Linked DNA regions of Sus scrofa: regions 1 and 2 are each linked to region 3. The links are chromatin contacts, called in public Hi-C and promoter capture Hi-C maps. All regions are on one chromosome and are shown on one strand. Each heading gives the region's core, a stretch centred on a gene start, on an enhancer-like site or on the middle of the called end of the contact. The rest is flanking DNA. Distances are from core to core; before and after follow the strand shown.

Region 1 (3,994 bases), core at 400-2,899, 240 kb after region 3:
GCTCCATCCTAAGTGACTAGACATAGTTCCCTCTCATTTAAAAGGGAAGTAAACACTATACAATTAACTGACATAAGTCCCCAAGTCCCAAGGTTCTACTCCACCTCCCACCCCAGTAAAGATGGAGAGAATATACGCTAGTCAGAACTATGGGCAAACAGGAAAGGACAGCCCATTAGTGGCTAGTAGTCTAGTGGGAACAAATGCAGGTACCCAAACAATGACAATCCGTTGATTAAAGAAAAAAACACTGTAGACCTTTAGCAAGGCTGCAGCCCTCAATCAGCATCCTACTACCCATAATTCAGTTTAGCCCAATCCCCAGTTCTCTCTTTAGGCACCAGACAGCTCTAGAATGTGACAAGGCGAGAAATGAATTTATTCAGCGAATTATTATTATTATTATTATTATTTATTTATTTATTTTGTCTTTTTGCCTTTTCTAGGGCCGCAACCGCGGCATATAGAGGTTCCCAGGCTAGAGGTCTAATCGGAACTACAGCCGCCGTCCTACGCCACAGCCACAGCAACGCGGGCTCCAAGCCCTGTCTTCGAACTACACCACAGCTCACGGCAACGCCGGATCCTTAACCCACTGAACAAGGGCAGGGCTCGAACCCGCAACCTCATGGTTCCTAGTCGGATTCGTTAACCACTGCACCACGACGGAACTCCTCAGCGAATTATTTATTGAGCCTGCACTATATGCCTAAACTTCTGCCAGGGATTCTGCCAGACCTGACACTTCAGCCCGGGGCTGGGGTGGGTGGGTGCAAGGGTGGTGGTAGTGATGGTTCAGTGGAGAACTAGAATGGCAGGCTAGAACTCTAAGTCCAGATTTAAAGGTTACCACTGCTATGATTTTTGTTCAGTTGTCTCAAAGGGCCGGTGTCTCTACTCCTGCCCCTCACAGAAGCTCCTCTGACAGGCTCAAGTCCCTTGTGTTGCTGGGGTGTGGGAGCTGCTAATTCTAGCAGCTCAATTCGTCCCAAGGGCCAGTAGGCGCCTCCTCCTTTATCACTTGGCTGTAACCTTCTGCTTACGTTAGTATTCTTCCGTAGACTGCGAGAGATCCCTGAGGGTAGGGCTGCAGTCAAGTCCATACACCTAGCACAGGCCAGCTGCAAGGGTCGGGTGAATGAAACCTTGCGCCTCTTCCCTGAAGCATTCTCCGAGGGCACGCTAGGGGAATGCCTGGCTCCCTCCCTCCCTGTCAGGTCCGTCCTATCCGTGAGTCTACAAGCGTCTGTCTGCCCGCCAAGGCAGGGAGGCAGCGTTTACGGCTTGAGGACTACGAGCTCCTAGGAGGGGCTGCTCCTGACCATGCCTTACGGCTACAAAAGAAGGGCCGGTCCCCCTGGGCTCCAGCGACAGCAGCCCGAAGGAAGTGACCGCGAGGCCTTCTGAGTCTGGCGCAGAAAGGCGCCGCTGCCGTTAAAGGGGGCTGGTCCTGTCCCTGACTTGGGGACCCTATGCCAAGATGCGAGGTCCAGAGGCCGCACCCGTGTAGTACCCACCTCTGCCCGGGCCGTTTCGGCCGCGGGGCTCTGTGGCCTCGGCCGCAACTAGCGCCGCCATCATCACCTGGCCCACGTTGGGACCAGAAAGACAGCACTAGAAGAACGCTGAGAGCGCAGACAAGCGCGATCGATCGCCGATCGGCCAGCGACGGGCGGGGATTTGGGAGGCGGGGACCGTGAAGGAGAAAGATAGGGGCGTGGCTAGAGTGGGCCCCTGCCTCAGCTCCGAAGGTCGTGACTCTCCGGAGCCCCTAGTGGTCCCCGACCACCGCTGTTGCGTGCTCTCGGCGACTCTGTCCCACCTCCCCTTCCTTCCCGGCAGCCCGAAACTGGCTCTCCCGGAATGGTGCCCCTCTATTTGCCAACTTTTTGGCCCAGTTCTGCGGACAGAGTCTTGTGAATGGGGATACCACCAGGTCTTCCTTCAGCTCTCCTCCGTGTCTCCTCGGTTATGGGCCCTGGTGGCGGTGGGTAGGGGCGCATTCCCAGCCTCTGAGGACCCCACTGACTGGACAGGACAGAACTCACCGGCCACCGGGCCAGTTCCAAGTTGAAGCTTGGTGCCGATTTCCGGAGCGCCGGGGTGCTCCTTACACCTTAGAACCCACAGAGTGAAAGGTTCACGTGTGAAAAACTGCTACCAGGGTAAGACCCCCCGCCCCGGCCTGAGGGTGCTTTCCCGGGAGGGTTCAGAAGTCCAAGGTCTCAACTGCCTAAACCTTCCAGATTCTGGCCAGTGTTTGCCCTGCCTAGGCTGCCTCTCAGGCCTTGGTAGCCTTTCTCCTGATCAGGGGCCTGAGCTCCTGGGATCCCAAAGAGAAGTCAGAACAGCCAGCGAGACAGACTTGGCCTTTGGAGGAGCAGGGTACCTGCAGGACTGGCTTGCAGCAAGGTCTGCCCCCTAGAGCAAGGTTCCCCCAGGGCTGTTTGCCCACCCAGCCCTCTGGCACACCATCTTTTTCTCTGCTCTGTGTGAGCACATCTGGCCCTTTAAGGCAGCTCTCTGGCCTCAGGCTCCCCTGGAGGCCCTCCCTGCTTGGAAACTCCTAATTAAGGTGCAGGGAGAAGTGAAAAACAAGCAGCCAGGGACAGGCCCTGCCTGGGAGGCTGCCCAGAGAGGAGGGCTGGCTGAGCAGGCTGGGAATGAGCAGCCAAGGGGAGGACCAGAAGGGGTCAGTGCTCTGCCTCTCAGACCACCAACTGATGCTCTTAGGACAATCACAGCTTTGGACAGGAATGTAGCCAACATGGGTCCAAGGAACACCCTGTCACCTTGACAAGAGTCCAGCCTGGACTTTCCCATTTCCTCCAGGTTCTCTGGACCAGGGTGCAGGATCTCAATTCCAGGAACAATCTGAGTCGAGTCTCTCCCCATTCAGGACCCTAAGGCCCAGCCTGTGGACAGTTGTCGCTCTGGCTGCAGCTGTGTGTTCCAAGAGGGAAAGATTGGCTCCAGCAGAGTAGCGGCTTCTCCTTAGCAGGCCCCGAACCCCTTAGGGCCTTTCCCTAGGCAGAGGTGGAGCCTGTTAATGATAGAAGGCCCCCATCCTCATAACATTGCCCCACAGCCTCTGTTCTGAATGAGTTGCCCTGACCCCCATTAGGAAATAAGCATGTGCCCTCAAGACCTTGCAGTGCAGGACATGGGGGTTGCCAAGAACACCTCCATCTGTCTGTGGGGGTCTCCCTGCCGGAGTTACTCAGCAGTCTGAGTAATTACTGCCTGACAAGAAGGCGAGCACAGTGCACCCCCACATTACACTACAACACCCGCCTCCAGTCACCCCCACCCCCTGGCTGGACTCCAAAACAGCACCCAGCCCTCCTGAGGCCTGAAATAACTCTGCTTCTCGCACTCACGCCCAGCCCCATCCAACTTTGCCTAAGATAGTGGAGACTGTGGGGCAGGGGGTCATGGGGAGGCGGCTTGAGGAGGTGGAAGGAGGATTAACATACCCTGATTCGGGCCCACACTTTGCACTGATCTGCTGTGTGACATTGGGCAAGGTGTTCAACCTCCCTGGCATGGGTTTACTGGTGGAGGGCCTCTGCAGCTCTCATCGAGTTCAGCTAGTGTCTTCCTGGCAGAGCTCAGAAAGGGTGGCTCAGTCCAGCCCTGCAGTTGGTAGAGGTTGAAAAAATGCCTCCTCCACTTCTGTTCTCACCCCGAGATGGACCAATCTTAATCTTCAGAACAAGGTTACTTTTTCACCCTCAAGCACTTGAACGTTCTCTCTGGCCAGGAATGGCCTTTCCCCATTTCAGCCTCACGAACTCCGCCCTCAAGGCACCTCTTCTGTGAAGCCTTCCTGGGTGGTCTTTCATCCCTTTACACAGCTAGCAGAGTCCCCTCCCATACTGTGTACCTCTTCCTATCACTTTTGAAGATAGCTTGCGGGGTTTTCTTTCTCTGCTGCATCATAAGGTTCTGGAAGTCCAAGCCTATGTAGTCAGCTCAAAGCCGAAGCCTCAGT
Region 2 (4,133 bases), core at 69-2,568, 220 kb after region 3:
GAGAAAGCTGTTGGTGCGAAGTCACCCTTTGGGAAACAGTTACCCGATTTGAGGAAAATGTCCGCTTCAGGAAAAGTCATTCAAGGCCGAGAAGTTTGCCCAAGTGGGATATAAGGGAGCCGCGTAAAAAAGCGCCTCCCGCCTCGGGAGAAGTTGCCCCAGTTGGGGAAGTGGTCCGTAGGAGGGGAGCGCGGTGCCCGTCGTGGCGCCGCCCTGGCCGGGGGCTGTCAGGCCCTCTCCGTTGGGCCCCGGGCGGCGGCCGGCGCGCGGGGAGCGGAGGCAGCGGCTGCCGTGGCGGGCAGAGCACGAAGGCCGGCCCGGCGCGGGGAGGGCGTTATATCGGGGCAGGAGGCTGAGGCAGGAAGCAGGTGGGGGGAGGGGGGAGCCACGCAGCTCCCAGGGGAGGGAGGGGGCAGCGCCCCGGGCGGGCACGGCGCACAGCCGGCTGCGGCCCTGACCCTGGCTGCGCCCCACCCGCGTCCCGGCCCTGGCCTCGGCCTCCTCTCTGCATTCGCCGGCCCGGCGCCTCCCTCCGCAGCTCCCCTCGGCCCCTTCTCCACGGGAACTCCGCCGCCCCAAACTTGGGGAAAAGTTTCCCAACTTCGGGCTGGCCGGGAGGAGCGCGCCAGGCCCCGTGCCTCGGTCGCAGCTTTTCCTCTCGGCCCCCAATTTCGGCAGAGCCAGGCGCTGCCGGGCCTGAACCGAGCCCAGAACTCCCCGGCCGTCCGCTGCCCGCCCGACCCTTCTCCCCGCCTGGCCCGCAGGGCCTCGCGGCCCGTTACCTGAGGCCGCAGCCCAGCCGGGCTTCCCTCCCGGCGGCGGTGGCAGCTCCTTGCCGGCGCCCCACCCGCCCCGCTGCCAGGCGCCGCGCTGTGCCAGGGCAGCGCCCCTGCCAGCCCCGCCCGCCAGCTCCCCTTCCCTTCCCCTCGCCTCTGCAACCCATGTGCGGGCAGAGCCGGGCCCGGGCCGCTGACCCCGCCATGAACCCGGCGCAGAGTAGCGTCCCGGCGGTCCTGAGTTCTCTAGGAGCGACACCCGGAGCCCTGAACGCCAGCCGCGTTGGGGCGCCCGCGCCGGAGGATGCGCCCGAGGCGGCCAGCGCGCGAGGACCGGGCGTGTCCGGGTCCCCTGTCCCTCCCGGTCCCCAGCCCGAGGACCCACCTGGGGGGCATGTCGGAAGCCCCGGGCCCGGCTGCCGGCGGATCCAGGGGGGACGTGGCTGCGCTGCGCTGCCCTCCGCCCTCCGGGCCCCCGGTCGGTCTGTCCTGCTGGTCCGTCCTCCCCGCGTCCTGGTCGCGTCTCAGCCCCGCTGCTCTTTCCGCACACTCTTATCTGGAGCGGCCCGGGCCGGCAGGCGCCGCTGCAGCTATGGCGCCACCTCGCGGCGAGACTTGGCGCGGCACAGCCGCGACCTCCCTCCTGCGCACCTGGGCTGGAGGATCGCAGATGCAGGGCTGGCGGAGGCGGGGGCGGGGGGGGCTGTTCGCAGGTTCAGCCTCCCAGATGTGCCCATCTGGAGACCCAAGCCTCGGACCTGCGAGCCCCACAAGCCTCGGGATTTTGAGCTGAATGATCCCATGTACATATTTCTAAATTCTCAAATTGCCCCAATTCAGAGAAGTCTTGCCCACAAGGAGGAGACTCTGGTGAAAGTAGATGGTGTAAGAGAGGTTCCGAAAATCCTAAGGAAGAAAAAGATAGACAAGATAGTAGGGTACCCCCTAGATATTCCTGGGTGGGACTGTCCGTTTGTACCCACCCACCCCCTCAACACACCCTCCCTCACTCAACCCTGTGGGTATGGTATGCACAGAATAAACCCATCTGCACCCAGATCCTCTCTAGGCATTGACACTCGAAGGCGCTCATGTTTGCATACACACCTGCCCCCTTACGAAGTCCCGGCTTTCTGGCATACTCAGGGGGCTGCCATGTAGAGCCCTCTGTGACCTGGGCAGAAGTGGTACCCAAACAGTGCACGCTGAACTTGCATATCTCTGGAGGGACCCCAGGATGTGTGACAGGGGAACGGCTGGACAGAGCCTCTTGGGTGGTCCCGCAGAAGAGACCTAAGCTCCCAGATACCCTGTGCGAGCCATTTTTGAGGTACGCGCAACGGTCTTACAGCAGGGCCTGGAGCCCAGGATCCCCCGCAGGGTCCTGCACCCCCAAGTGAAGGCCCATTTCCTGCAGGTGACGCCCCTTCTAGGAGGGAGGGGACCCCTGCACTGGTGAGCGGGCAGTGGCACAGCTACTCCGGAAGTGTACCGCGCCGCCCCGCCATCACGCCAGGCCTGAAGCCAACGCCTGCGTGGCTGAGTGGATCTCCTCAACCCACGCTCCGCCTCCTCCCCGCACCTCCTGACCCCCGCCCACACGTGGAGGGTGGGAGTGGGTTCCGAGAAAGCCTGCAGCTTTTGATTGGCTGTGCCTCCCTCAGCCGCGGCGCACGAGAAGATGGGGCGCAGAGTTACCATAGTAACCGATGAGGTTCGCCCAGATCGCGTCTCTCCGAGGCCTTGGAGAGCTTAGCAACCGTGCAGGACCGCTGGGCGGTGGGGACGGCGCTCGCCGCACCCCCGCGCTGCCCTCCGCCCCCACGCCCCCGCCAGAGGTAGTGGCTGAGTCATTCATTGAAGAGCCGCCCGCGCGGTCGCTCGCAGTCCCAGACAGACACCAAGGTCTCGGGCGCCCCCCAGAGGCTCCCTTTCCTATACAGGCAACTACATGGCCTTGGGACCAGGCGGCGGCTCCTGGTCCCCAAAGGTTATTTTGACCCCCACTGCTTCCTGAGTCTGCCCTCACCCTGTTTCCACTCCTTGTTCTGGGTCTATCTTATCCCAGTCCTCTGCTCCGACTCCCCCACAACCCTGCTCCGGGGTCCTAAGGAAGTATGAGTTTCCAGGAATGAAAATGGGCTCCGGAGCTGTCAGCTTCTACGGGAGATGGACCTCGACATCTCTCTCTTTTTTTTTTTTGTCTTTTTAGGGCCCCACCCGCGGCATACGGAGCTTCCCAGGCTAGGGTTCCAACTGGAGCGGTAGCTGCCAGCCTACACCACAGCTCACAGCAACACCAGATCCTTAACCCACTGAGTGAGGCCAGGGATGGAACCTGCGTCCTCAAGGATACTAGTCAAATTCGTTTCGGATGAGCCACAATGGGAACTCCGGACCTAGACATTTTGCCGGAGGGATGTGCTATGCACTGAGGTGGAAAGTGTATGGAGAACTGCTGGGAGGCAGGAAGGTGCCTGAGAAGTGCTCTTAGATCTGGGCTTCTGTGGATGAATAGAAGTTCTCTCCCCAGCAGGAAGGCATTACTGGAGAAGAGAAGCAGCTGGACAAAGGATGGAAGTGAAAAATGGAATTCTAGGAGGCTAGACCCCAAAGGGTATGCAGGACCTCTTTGATCCCATTTCTGCTGTAATCTTTTATCTCCCTGATGGGGCCAGATCCTAGCCCTGCGAGGGTCCACTCAACCCCCTCTCTTGTTTAGTGGAGTCTGTCCACTGAGGCCCCACCCCAGGGTCCCCTGTGCCCAAAGCTATTTTCTTCAACAGTTCCCAGATTCCTATTCCCCGGGTTAATTCACTGCCCCAGCCCCTCCCCTCAAGCTGTCTTTACATCAGAACTGCCCCAGCCTAGCTGCCCTCCTGTGGACTTCACACTTCTTGACCTTTCCTTCCCTCCCTATTGCCACTGCCCTGGCCTGGTGTTGGACCCTTCCCACCCACCCCCCACCCTGATCTAGCTCCTTTCTCTGAACGCACTCCCCTTCCCCGTTTAAAACTTTCTTCAATTGCTCAATTGATGGAGCTAGGCTGGGCCAGGATCATTCTTTTCCCTGGCTCTTGTCCAGAACGATGCCCGCCCCCCCCACGGCATGGGCTCTTGCTGCCAATTCTGACCTCTGGGAACTTTTTTTTTTTTTTTTTTGGTCTTTTTAGGGTCTCACCCGTGGCATATGGAGGTTCCCAAGCTAAGGGTCAAATCACAACTGTAACTGCTGGCCTACACCACAGTCACAGAAACTCAGTACCCAAGCCGTGTTTGCAGCCTACACCACAGCTCACAGCAACGCATGATCCTTAACCCACTGAGCAAGGCCAGGGATTGAACCTGAGTCCTCAT
Region 3 (3,625 bases), core at 271-2,770:
ACAGCAGTGACCCAAGCCATTGCAGTGACAACATGGGTCCTTAATCTGCTGCACCACAAGGGAACTCCATTCTATTATTTCTTTGATTATTTTACCTCCTTAGTTCTGTTATCACCTCCGGAACTCATATTTGATTTAGTTTTCTGGATCCATTCTTCCTATCTCCTATCTTTATCTCTCATAGCCTTTTTTTTTTTTTTTGTCTTTTGTCTTTTGAGGGCCACGCAGGATCTGAACCACGTTTACAACCTACACCACAGCTCATGGCAATGCCAGATCCTTAACCCACTGAGCAAGGCCAGGGATGGAACCTATGTCCTCATGGATACTAGTCAGGTTCGTTAACCACTGAGCCATGACGGGAACGCCTCTGGTAAATTTTCTTGAGTTGGCCTAACTTCTGGGAAATTCCATTTGCAGTTCACTGACACTACTGCATTAATCTGGCAAGTGTGTTTTTCCTATGAAAGTTTTGTTCAGATTATTTTTCCTTCTTTAGAGAAAAACTGATGCAATGTCTTTTCCAATTTCACCATGAAAACGAATTAGGTTTGAGCATTTTTTTCTCATTTCTCTTGTATCTGTTTTAATGATTGTCATTTGCTCTGACCATTCAAGTCACTCCCTTCTTTTGAAATCTAATGACTTTCTCCAACTGTGTAATTTTGTGGAGGTGAAGCATCTGCCACGGCTTAGGAACTGAATGAGTTGTCAGAGATTGTTTAAATCTTTTAGGCCAAGTCTAAGGAATAACTGGTAACTTCTTTGCTAGTGTAGAGGGGACTGTGTGGGATAGGGAAGGAACAAGAGGTACAGAAACACCTTGCAGGAGAAGAGAGTTTCACCACAGTTCTGAACAGGAGCTCATGAACAAACAGGTAAAGTATAAGTCTTCACATCCGGTTACATTTTAAAGAGGGGGAAAAAAATCAATCTGAGATCTGGGAAAGTCAAGGAGAATTTTCAAGAACCCATAGTGATATAGAAATTTCTAAATCGACTCATAACACCTCCTGATTTATTTCCACACAACCCTTCCCTCAGCAAGAGCCAGCTATACTGTATTAAAAAAAAAAAAAATCAGGAAGCTTGGAATGCAGACTTCCATAACGGAAAAGACTGAACCTCTGGTGGTTATCGATTGTGTCATCCTGGGCAATTTGCCACCGTTCTCTGCGATTCGGTTTCCTCGTCTTTATTAATAAAATGGACATAATACTAACTGCCCTATGAGATCTTCAAGGTCCCCACGTAAAAGCCTGGGGCACTAGTCAGGGCCTGCGGAGGGAGACCCTGGCCTAAGGCGCCTGGAAAAGGCAGAAAGGAGTGACTCCGTCAACCCGAGCCCCAGACCAGCACCCGCATCCTCGAAAGCCACCACGGCAGCAAAAGCAACCATCGCCGCGAACGCCCGCCTCACCTCGCCTGGCTCGGCTCAGCCCGACCTCACCTCAACTCCCGGGCGCTGCGCCTCCAAATCGCCTCAGCGCACCTTCCCCGGCCACACCTCTGCGCACGCGCGGCGCCTGCCTGCCCAGCCCCGGCTCGCCGCCTGGCTCTCCCCCGCTGGAGCGACCGAACGTGCGACCGCCGCTTTTTCCTCCCTGTGCGGCCACCGTCGTTTGGGGAGGAGAGCGGGAGGGGGCGGGGAAAAGGGTGGGAGGTGGGTGAGCGCGCGCGCCGCCCGTCCGTCGTGGTTTCCTGGCTGCGCGCGGCGCTGGTGGAGTAGCTGCAGCTGTAGCAGCCCCCGCGAAGATGGCGGAGGGGTTGGAGCGTGTCCGGATCTCCGCGTCGGAGCTGCGAGGGATCCTGGCTACTCTGGCTCCGCAGGCCGGGAGCAGAGGTGAGTCGCACCGCCCAGCTCCTGGGCCGGGCCTGCCCGCCCCGCCTCCCTCTCCTCCTCCCCGCTCAGTTCGCGGTGCTCCGGAGCCCCCGCCCCTTCCCCCAACAGTGGGGGCGGGGGCCGAGGGCGGTCCCTCCCCGCTCTACCTGCCGGAGAGCCGGTGTGGGGTCGGGCTCTGCCAGCTTCGGCCCCTCCGGGAGAGCCCAGCCCGAATTTCTGCCTCCGCCCCTTTCTCTCGGCGAAGGTGACTGTTCTCCGTTGCCCCAGCCCTCTCACAGCAGCCCGCGGATTCGCAGCCGTCAGGGGACGCGGAAAGGAGTGGGGCCGGGGTCTGGTGGCGGCCCTCGGGGGACTATGGTTCCCCGAGGAATCTTCCCCAGGCCTGCCCTTTAGCGTTGGAGAGAAGGAGCTGGCGACGTCGAGGAGAAAGGTTTAACAGCTTGGGACTTCCTTGCTGAACTTTTTCCCCTCAAGGCAGGCGTCTGAAGGCTGCGGCACGGGAGGGGTCCAGCACCTCAGAGAGCTGACTCTACGCTGGTGTGGCCTTGGCATGTGTGGGGGCAAAGAGAATGTTCAGCGTGCAAGTTAGACGTCTGCATCAACACCACGAAAGCTCCAAGGAAGATATTAGTGTCTCATCTCTCCTTGGTTCGGTAGTGGAGTTAGTAGCCTGGTAGATATGCTTCTGCCGGCTTGTGGCAGAAGTCTGTGAAATTGGTTTTCATTGGTCATCTGAATTGGATTATTCAGGTTGTTTTCTCCCTCAGCTCTGGAAAGACGTAGTGGCTCTTCTCCCCAGTCTCCCCCTTCCCTTAAGTTATTACTAAGGCTGCTGAGCATGAGCTATTCTGGACTTAGACTGCTTTACCTTTATTATTCATACTGGATGAAGCAGTCCTTTGAACTTATGCAAATACTGAAGCAGTATCTTAAATTTCAGAGTTTTGGATTTTTTTTCTGTTCCAGATGTGTTACCCTCATGGGCGTAAATGCTGGAGCATGTGATCCCTTTATGAACTTGTTTGCACTGGTGTTTATAGAACAATACTAGGTTTTTCTATAACATTCCATTTTGAGTCCGCTGTAATCTCGCTAATTCCGGTTAAGTTCCCCACCCAACAGTTTAGTGGCTATTTCTTGTAGACTGTCCCCTCAACAGAGAAAGGTAACAGATACAAAAAGTAGATACTTGCTTATCTGGCATTCTGTAAGTTCCTGGAGCCTGGAGAGTGGTGTCTAAAGTCCTGTACTCTTATTCTTGAATGCCCCCAGTCCTTGGTATTTTGAGAGCATGTCACAATACTTCCATCATTCTCCAGGGAAAACTCCCTTATGGAATTTTTTTCCTTCTCATATTCCATCATCATAGTAGCAGTTAATCTCAGTATTCTAATGATGATAGTCTGAACAGTGTTTTCTTGGAATGACCTTGCTGGCTGTAGTTAGAGAGTTGGTGAGCATGAGTGGAGTTGAAGAATGTGAAAAGAACTGCTTCCTGTTTGTTTCTACAGGAGGTATGGGAGTGGGTATTAGAAATCCTAAAGAAGAGGATTGTCCTGGCCAAGTTCAGTGACTGGAGTTTCAGATTTTTTTCTCCAGAGATGTCCAGAGCTGTGGATTGTTATATGCATCCCCACCCCATTAATATGTTAGAAGGACTCAGCCATCCTGGAAAAATGTTAGAGGCAGAAAAAGAAAAGACCAAGATGGAGCAAAGGGCTCTATAGCAGAGAACAGTCCAATGCAAACTGCTTAGAGATCTTCTATTCTGATAGTGATGAG

The links. Promoter capture Hi-C pulls out the DNA fragments that hold promoters and counts their contacts. A called contact is a pair of places that touch in the nucleus more often than the background predicts.
Region 1: a contact with region 3 is called in a promoter capture Hi-C map of liver, with 3 times the contacts expected there. The contact joins the promoter of DPH1 here to the promoter of SMG6 in region 3. A contact is called at or near these places in 2 of 5 promoter capture datasets (fetal skeletal muscle and liver) and 2 of 2 datasets of contacts at active chromatin or transcription factors (alveolar macrophages and skeletal muscle).
Region 2: a contact with region 3 is called in a Hi-C map of embryonic fibroblasts, with 3 times the contacts expected there. The contact joins the promoter of HIC1 here to the promoter of SMG6 in region 3. A contact is called at or near these places in 2 of 5 promoter capture datasets (fetal skeletal muscle and liver), 3 of 47 Hi-C or Micro-C datasets (embryonic fibroblasts, mesenteric adipose tissue and subcutaneous adipose tissue) and 2 of 2 datasets of contacts at active chromatin or transcription factors (alveolar macrophages and skeletal muscle).

What each region holds. Positions count from the first base shown.
Region 1 is chr12:48,144,019-48,148,012 of Sscrofa11.1, reverse strand. DPH1 (2-(3-amino-3-carboxypropyl)histidine synthase subunit 1) reads right to left here and starts at 1,649. Exons shown (of 13, transcript XM_021067606.1): 1 at 1,518-1,649. The coding sequence starts at 1,581. It overlaps RTN4RL1 (reticulon-4 receptor-like 1), which reads left to right and starts at 1,704. Exons shown (of 2, transcript XM_021067605.1): 1 at 1,704-2,165.
Region 2 is chr12:48,165,046-48,169,178 of Sscrofa11.1, reverse strand. HIC1 (hypermethylated in cancer 1 protein) reads right to left here and starts at 1,318. Exons shown (of 2, transcript XM_005669112.3): 1 at 1,162-1,318.
Region 3 is chr12:48,384,891-48,388,515 of Sscrofa11.1, reverse strand. It overlaps SMG6 (telomerase-binding protein EST1A), which reads left to right and starts at 1,520. Exons shown (of 19, transcript XM_021067586.1): 1 at 1,520-1,843. The coding sequence starts at 1,756. SRR (serine racemase) reads right to left here and starts at 1,601. Exons shown (of 9, transcript XM_021067611.1): 1 at 1,451-1,601.